Linked DNA regions of Pan troglodytes: region 1 is linked to region 2. The links are chromatin contacts, called in public Hi-C maps. All regions are on one chromosome and are shown on one strand. The core of a region is the stretch at or near the end of the contact, and the rest is flanking DNA. Distances in the headings are between cores, read along the strand shown.

Region 1 (3,616 bases), core at 896-3,395, 210 kb before region 2:
TTATCTCCGCGTTCAGTGCCACCACCATATTATAGGTGTTCCTCATTTATAAAAGATGGATGTCTAGTATTTTTTATTGATTAGAATTAAGAAATCATTTTTATACATTTTAATTGTTTAAAGAACATATAAAATCAATGAAAAATATATCCCAAGGAAGTGCTTCGAGACAGGCATGCCCATGCCTATATAGACACAGAGAAACTTAACTCTGTGTGATCCTAGAACACAAATTTTTTATTGAGAATCCTTTACACACTTTTTAAAGTTATACACATTTAAAGTTAATATTTGTGCCAAATTAGCCTCTGCCTCCACTCAAGTTGCTATAATGAAATACTTCAAACCCACTAATTTACAAACAACAAAAATTTATTTCTCACAATTCTAGAGTCTGAGCATGTAACTGAGTGTCTACTAGGGTATTCTTTTGCAACTACTTTTTACAAAAATTTCAGGAAAGTGGAAAAACTAGTACAATGAACGTTCAGATTTAAGTCCAACAATTGTTAATATTTTGTCACATTTGCTTCATTTATCTATCTACCATTCTTCTTCTCCTCCTCTTCCTCCTCCTTCTCCTTATTCTTTTGCTAAACCATTTCAGGGAGGAAGACATATGCATCTCCAAAAATTTAGAGCAACTCCTTCATAACACCATCATTACATCCAAGTTAATAACAACCTTCTAATATTGTCTAATACGGTCTACATTCATACATTCGTATTTTTCCAATCATCCCCAAAATGTGTCTCACCATGTTTTGCCAAACCAATATCCAATCAAGCTTCACACTGCATTTATCTACCAGTGAATATCTAGCTTTTTTTTTTTTTGTAACAGGATCTCACTCTGTCACCCTGGTTGAAATACAGTGGCACAATCATGGCTCACTGCAGCCTCATTCTCCCAGGCTCAAGCGATCTTCTCACCTCAGCCTCCCAAATAGTTGGGACTACAGACATGTGCCACCACGCCTGGCTAATTTTTAAAAAATTTTATGCAGAGACGAGGTCTCGCTATGTTGTTCAGGCTGGTCTCTAACTCCTGGGCTCAAGTGATCCTCCTGCCTCAGTCTCCCGAAGTGTTGAGATTACAGGAATGAGCCACCACACCTGGCAACATTTAGCTTTGATTGAGGCTCAGTTTACCTAGATACTTGCATCTTAACCTTGAAGACTCAGTTTTGTCCTCCAGACTTCCAAGAAATCTCACTTGAACTCCAGCTCCATTCAAGGTTCCTGTGTCTTTCAAAAAGCCTATGGTTAAATCTACTGGATATTCAACATTTTGTATTACAAATTTGTTGTTTAACTTTTTTATTTCCTCAACTAGACTCTGAGCATTTTGAAGGAATGGGTGTTTTTTGCCTCAGTCATCATGTGTCATCATGTAAATGTTCAATACACGTTTTAAGAATAAATGACTGAATACAGTTCCTTCCTCCCCTACTATGAAGAGCTTGAATAAATAAATTAATTCTAGGAGGCTGGGAGCCAGTCAGAAGGGAGTAAAGGGAGGTTCAACAATGGTCTGAGAGGACATTTCAAATACAGAAAGCTGCTTTGGGGAACTTTGAATAGAAACAGGAATACTCTTCTCCCTGTCTCAGTAGGGAAAGAACTTAATGTTTATCATTAGTTAGAGATAAACCTGGAATTTATTGGCACTATGGACATTTTGGCCAGATAATTCTAGAGAAAGGATTATAAACACAACATTCAGGAAAACTGCATCAAAACAGCACACTTCTGTTTCCACAGCTGCCCTGCTGCTGCTTGTCTAATGTGTTTTTAAGCAAACATTCATTCCCAGTGGGTCCCTAAATTGGACCCAGACCAGTGCTTTATGCCCATGCTCCATGGAAGAAATCACAGTTTATCTACTTTAAACTCTCAAGGTGAAATTTCTCCCTGAATATTAGCCTTTTCTGCTGTTAAAAAGTCATATTCATGGACAATTTCTCTTTTGGATAAACTTTTTTTCAGATATTTCCTTCTTCCCCACTTCCCGTCACCTGTGGGGCTAATTCCAGGATCTTATATTAACTGATTTCAAAGTGAAGTGACTCAGAGACTGCATACCACGACTATTTTAGGTGGAGTCTTTCCTCCTGAGTCACCCTGTCCCCTGGTAGCAGGCATCCTGCGGATTTCCTCAGCTCTGCTGTGGAGAACAGGAAGCCAAGGCCAGAAGCAGCCAACAAGCACGGCATCCCAGTGGCTCCTCCCAGTTACTGGAGGACCAGCAAGAAAATCCTGATTTAGTAAGAATTCTTTGGCAAAAAAATTTGAGAGTTTACCGGAGGCAAATGGCTTCAAGAATGTTATTTATGAGCAAACATATTTTTTCCAGAGGCAGGTTAAAAGTGTTTTCTTAGAGATGAAATTAAGTAAAATGTTGAGTTATCTGGGGAGACTTCATTAGCTGTTTTCACTAATAGGGTAACCAAGGACAAAGAAATTACTCAACTCCCTTTTCAACAATTTTATCAAGTTTTCCAGCCAGGAATATCCTCTTCATTCACTTCTGTCATTCTTCTGGAACCATCTTCCAAATAACAATTGATCATGTACTTCCTCACCAAGTCTTCATAACAACCTGTGACATGATACCATCAGTAGAGACATCATCGTTTGGGGCTGGACAAAGACTAGGGAATACTAGCCATGCATGTTGTTCTTCTCTGACCCCATCTCCACTGCAGACACCACTAATCTATCTAGCTGATCTGTATATCTCTCCCACCGAAACCAGTGTGCCTTCAAAATAGCACTGTAGGAAGCTACTACCAAGGAATTAGAACCTCCAAATTTGAAACCAATTTACAATGAAGAAGAGAGGGGTAATGCACAACAATGTTATCAGGCAAGGGTGAACATGGTGGAATAGCATAAAGAATGTGAAAGTCAGACTTAACTTCTAGTTTCTGAGCAAGTTTTTAAATTTCTTTTGTAGAAAAATCCATGTTCTACCCAAAAGACCCACGTATGCTTATCACAGCACCATTCACAATAGCAAAGACATACAATCAACCTAGGTGCCCATCAGTGGTAGATAGGATAAAGAAAGTGTGGTAGATATACACCATGGAATACTAGGCAGCCATAAAAAGGAATGAAATCATGTTGTTTGTGGCAACATGGATGCATCTGGAGGCCATTATTCTAAGTGAATTAATGCAGGAACAGAAAACCAAATGCCTCATGTTCTCACTTATAAGTGGAAACTAAGTATTAGGCACTCATGGACATAAAGATAGCAATAATAGACACTGGGGACCACCAGAGTGAAGAAGGAGGAAAGGATGGACTTTAAAACTACCTATTGAGTACTATACTCACTACCTGCGTGATGGGTTTGGGGCCTAATGGTCCAAAACTTCAGCATCCTGCAACATACCCATGTAAAAAACCTGCACATGTACCTTCTGAATCTAAAATAAAAGTCAAAATTATTTTTTAAATAACAATAAAGTAAAAAGGACGGTTTTTTTCTTACATCCATTTTTTTATACATGCAAAATAGGGTTAATAATGCCTTTACCTTAGTGTTATTGTAAGAATTCATTTTTCGGCTTTTTGTTTTTCATGCATGTGAAAACTTCTAGCACAG
Region 2 (3,411 bases), core at 545-3,044:
GAGCACATGCAGTGTGAAAAATGGAACCGGTAGATTTGCTCCACACAGAGTTGCCACAAACTTTCAATTGGGGAAAAAAAACCACGCAGTATCGGCAAAGTACAACAAAGTGAAATGCAAAAAAAACAAGGTATGCCTGTATATGTCTTTACTTGACAAAATAAGCAGTCAGATACTATGTATGGTAACCCCACAGTTTTTAATTGAGCCACGAAACCCCAGGGTCTGGATATCACTGATCTATTTATTCAACTTTTTTTTTTTTTTTTTAACATAAACTCAGACCCCAAGGTTTCTATAAACTCACACCGAACCAGCTGCGGGGTAGGGATTATAGACAGATCTCCAATCTTCCAGGTTCAAGTTCTCCACTTCATTAATACCATAGCCACCAGCTTTTGCACCGTAAATACTGAACTTTACACCCATCTTGTAAAGTATGAATCGAAGGTAAGTGTATTAAAGGAATTATATGGTAAATTCTTCTGTAATCTAAAAGGGATCTAGTTTTAAATGTTGGATTTTTCTAAAATAGGATTCACCCACACAGTATTTCCTTGGTATTGCTTCACATTTCTGGTGTGAAAGAGTAACGGCTGCTCTTACAACTGTTTGTTTTTGTTTGTTTTGGGACGGAGTCTCACTCTGTCGCCTAAACTGGAGTGCAATGGGGCAATCTCCGCCTCCCCAGTTCAAGCGATTCTCCTGCCTCAGCCTCCCAAGTAGCTGAGACTACAGGCGCCCACCACCACGTCCGGCTAATTTTTGTATTTTCAGTACAGACGGGGTTTCAATAAAATGACCGGACTGGTCTCGAACTCCTAACCTCGTGATCCGCCTGCCTCAGTCTCCCAAAGTGTTGGGATTACAGGCGTGAGCCACTGCGCCCGGCCACAGATGTTTAAGAGAAGGGAGGGGGGCAGTCTGAGTTCTACTTACACACATTTAAAAATCAACACATAATGTGAACTTTCAAAAACCGACCGGAAGTGGATGGAGGTACAGATGTGAAAGAACTGCCAAGAGCTGGAATAATTGTTAAAGCTGGGAGTACTTGGAGGTTCCAGGATACAGTACTAGTCTCCTTATTCCTACTTGTTTTTTTGGTAAGTCTTTGAAATCTGAGGCACTAAAGAGTTTTTTGTTGTTGTTTGCTTAAGTATCCGAGATGAGTGGAATCCAGCCAGAGGCCTTTCTGCAGAAAACCAAGACGAAGAGATGTCAGCGTCTCCGCCCCGACAGAAGCAAGCTCATACCTATGCTTGCCGCGACAACCGCATAGCTCAATGCGACTTCAAGCAATCAGCGGCCAGACCCAGGGAGACCATCCGGCAAATTCCGGGAAGCAAGAAGTCCCATCCCTAGCTAGAGCTACAGCCCAGACGTTCGGTCTGCTAGCTAGGAGGCCTCAAGCTGGACCCCAGGCGGCCCCTGGCTCTCCAGATTACTCACCAGCCTCGCTGTAGGCCAGGCGCAACACCCGGCCCAGCGTGGAGAAGGCGCACCGCGGCTGGCACAGCTCCTGGCCGGCCACCGCGAACGCCTCCACCTTGCAGCCCGCCGCCACGAAAAGCGCGTCACGCCCCCCGCCACAGAACCGGTCCGGCTCCAGCTTGCAGGGCACCACCTGCTGCGACCCGAACGGGTGCAGGTTGTACAGCTGCACCATCCCGACGTCCGGCTGCGGGATGGCACAGCCTGCCCGCCCTGCAGGGCGCCCGGAGACCCCTCGCTGACCGCGAATGTAGGACTACTTCCGCGAGCGAGCCAGTGACGCCGGGTCACGTGAACGCCAGCCGGCCCCGCCCGCGGCTCCGCTACTTAAAGAGGCCGCCGCGGGGGGTGGCAGGCGTCGGGAAAGCGGTCACGCCAGCCTGGTCAGCCCGCGCTCTCGCGCTGCAGTGCTTTCGGTCTCTGCGCCTCCCACTCCGCCGCGCGAGCTTGCCACTGCTCTACGCTCAGTGGCCGGTGGGTGCGGGGACCGCTGGGTCCCTGCCTTTCGTCTTTTACTGCTTCGGACCAGGCGGTATGTTTTGGCTTTTGAGTACGTTCTGACAATTCATCATCTATCTTGTAACATTTTGTAGTTACTTTGAGGAGCGTTATTCATGTCTCTTCAGTAGTCCCTGAGCTTCTGGAGGATGGGGTTGCAAAAACTGAAATGGGGTGCAATTCGGGGCTAAACACTCTGAAGAGTTGCTTTAAAATAATGGAAATTCTAGAATAGTTCAGCTGGAAAGAGCAAAGCCTTGAACGTGCTTGGCAAAAAGATATTTGTTGAATGAAAGAATCCATGGACTTCATCTTGTAGGCATTTGACAGAAGACTAGTTTGAACCCCAGAGGATAGAAGAACTAGGAGGGAAATCCCCTGGCTTTCAGTCCAGTGCTCCTAAAACTATGCAGTAAATTATCTATTCCTGACATCTCAACGTGGAGTTCACGATCGCAACACTTTCCCTTTTCTAAAAAAATCAGATTTAGATAAAACAAGTAGTATAACTTTGTCCAGTTCACCTAGAAAATATATGTGTTAGCATGGATTGAGGGATGCTGTTTTATTTAGGCACACAGGGACATAAATGAAAGTGCAACATTTTCTTCAGTCAGTTTCCAGTTCAGAATTTGTAAATTAGATGCAATTGGATTGAAGTTAAACTTGCCTCCCTTTCCTAGGCCCTTCAGATGAATAAAGTACCTCTAAGTAATGGGAAACAACAGGTTCGTCAAACTCAGTGAGTCAGAAGTAAACATGGAGGTAGCTCAGGTCAGGAACTAGGGCTGCAAAAAATCACAGAAGACTCCTATGGAAAACAACCAGACTAATAGTCCACAAGTTATTTGTTGTAGATACAAAACTTAAGAGCAAATATCAAAATCAATAGTAAAAAAGATTCCTTTCCACAAGTATCTGCCATATTATTCTTTTTGGCTTAATTTTCTTCTTCAAGACTTAATTATCCTAATTCAATTTTCTCCTAATGAAGACTGATATTAACTTTAGTGTAATTTCACCTGCATAAAAAGAATGTCTGTTTTGGAGAAAGAAGTGAGATTTGCTCAAAACCTGGAACCCCATTCCTTCCTAGAGATAGTGTCTTCTTCCTTGCTGTAGTCACTGCACCTGACTCATCTAAGATTCTTTGGGAAGAGACATGCTACCCAAGGGAAGGTGGGGCATGTGTCTGGTTTCCACGTTTGTCAGGAGCTGTGAGCAGGAGCTGCCCACTTGTATTCCTGTTACGAATGCAGGGGCAGCAATGGCACACCATCAATTCCTTGCGGGAGGTTGCATTTGTTTGCAAGGGCTGCCATAACAAAATACCACAGACTGGGTGGCTTACACAATAGATATTTCATTTTCACAGGTCTGGAGGCTAGAAGTCCAAGATAAGATGTCAGCAGGTATGGT

The links. Hi-C and Micro-C count contacts between places; a contact is called where the count stands out from the background.
Region 1: a contact with region 2 is called in a Hi-C map of induced pluripotent stem cells, with 1.8 times the contacts expected there. The contact joins the enhancer-like site here to the promoter of HPS3 in region 2. A contact is called at or near these places in 2 of 7 Hi-C or Micro-C datasets (induced pluripotent stem cells and stem cell-derived neural progenitor cells).

The regions. Positions count from the first base shown.
Region 1 is chr2:152,528,345-152,531,960 of NHGRI_mPanTro3-v2.0_pri, reverse strand. No RefSeq gene overlaps it. Among named protein-coding and RNA genes, the nearest start is that of TM4SF18, 6.4 kb to the right of the region's middle. Within about 2 kb of position 2,145, at least 3 of the 24 cell types and tissues checked have an H3K27ac peak or open chromatin away from gene starts, as enhancers often do. A contact at or near this core is called in induced pluripotent stem cells and stem cell-derived neural progenitor cells, where this site is marked.
Region 2 is chr2:152,317,956-152,321,366 of NHGRI_mPanTro3-v2.0_pri, reverse strand. It overlaps HPS3 (HPS3 biogenesis of lysosomal organelles complex 2 subunit 1), which reads right to left and starts at 1,794. Exons shown (of 17, transcript XR_001713713.3): 1 at 1,453-1,794.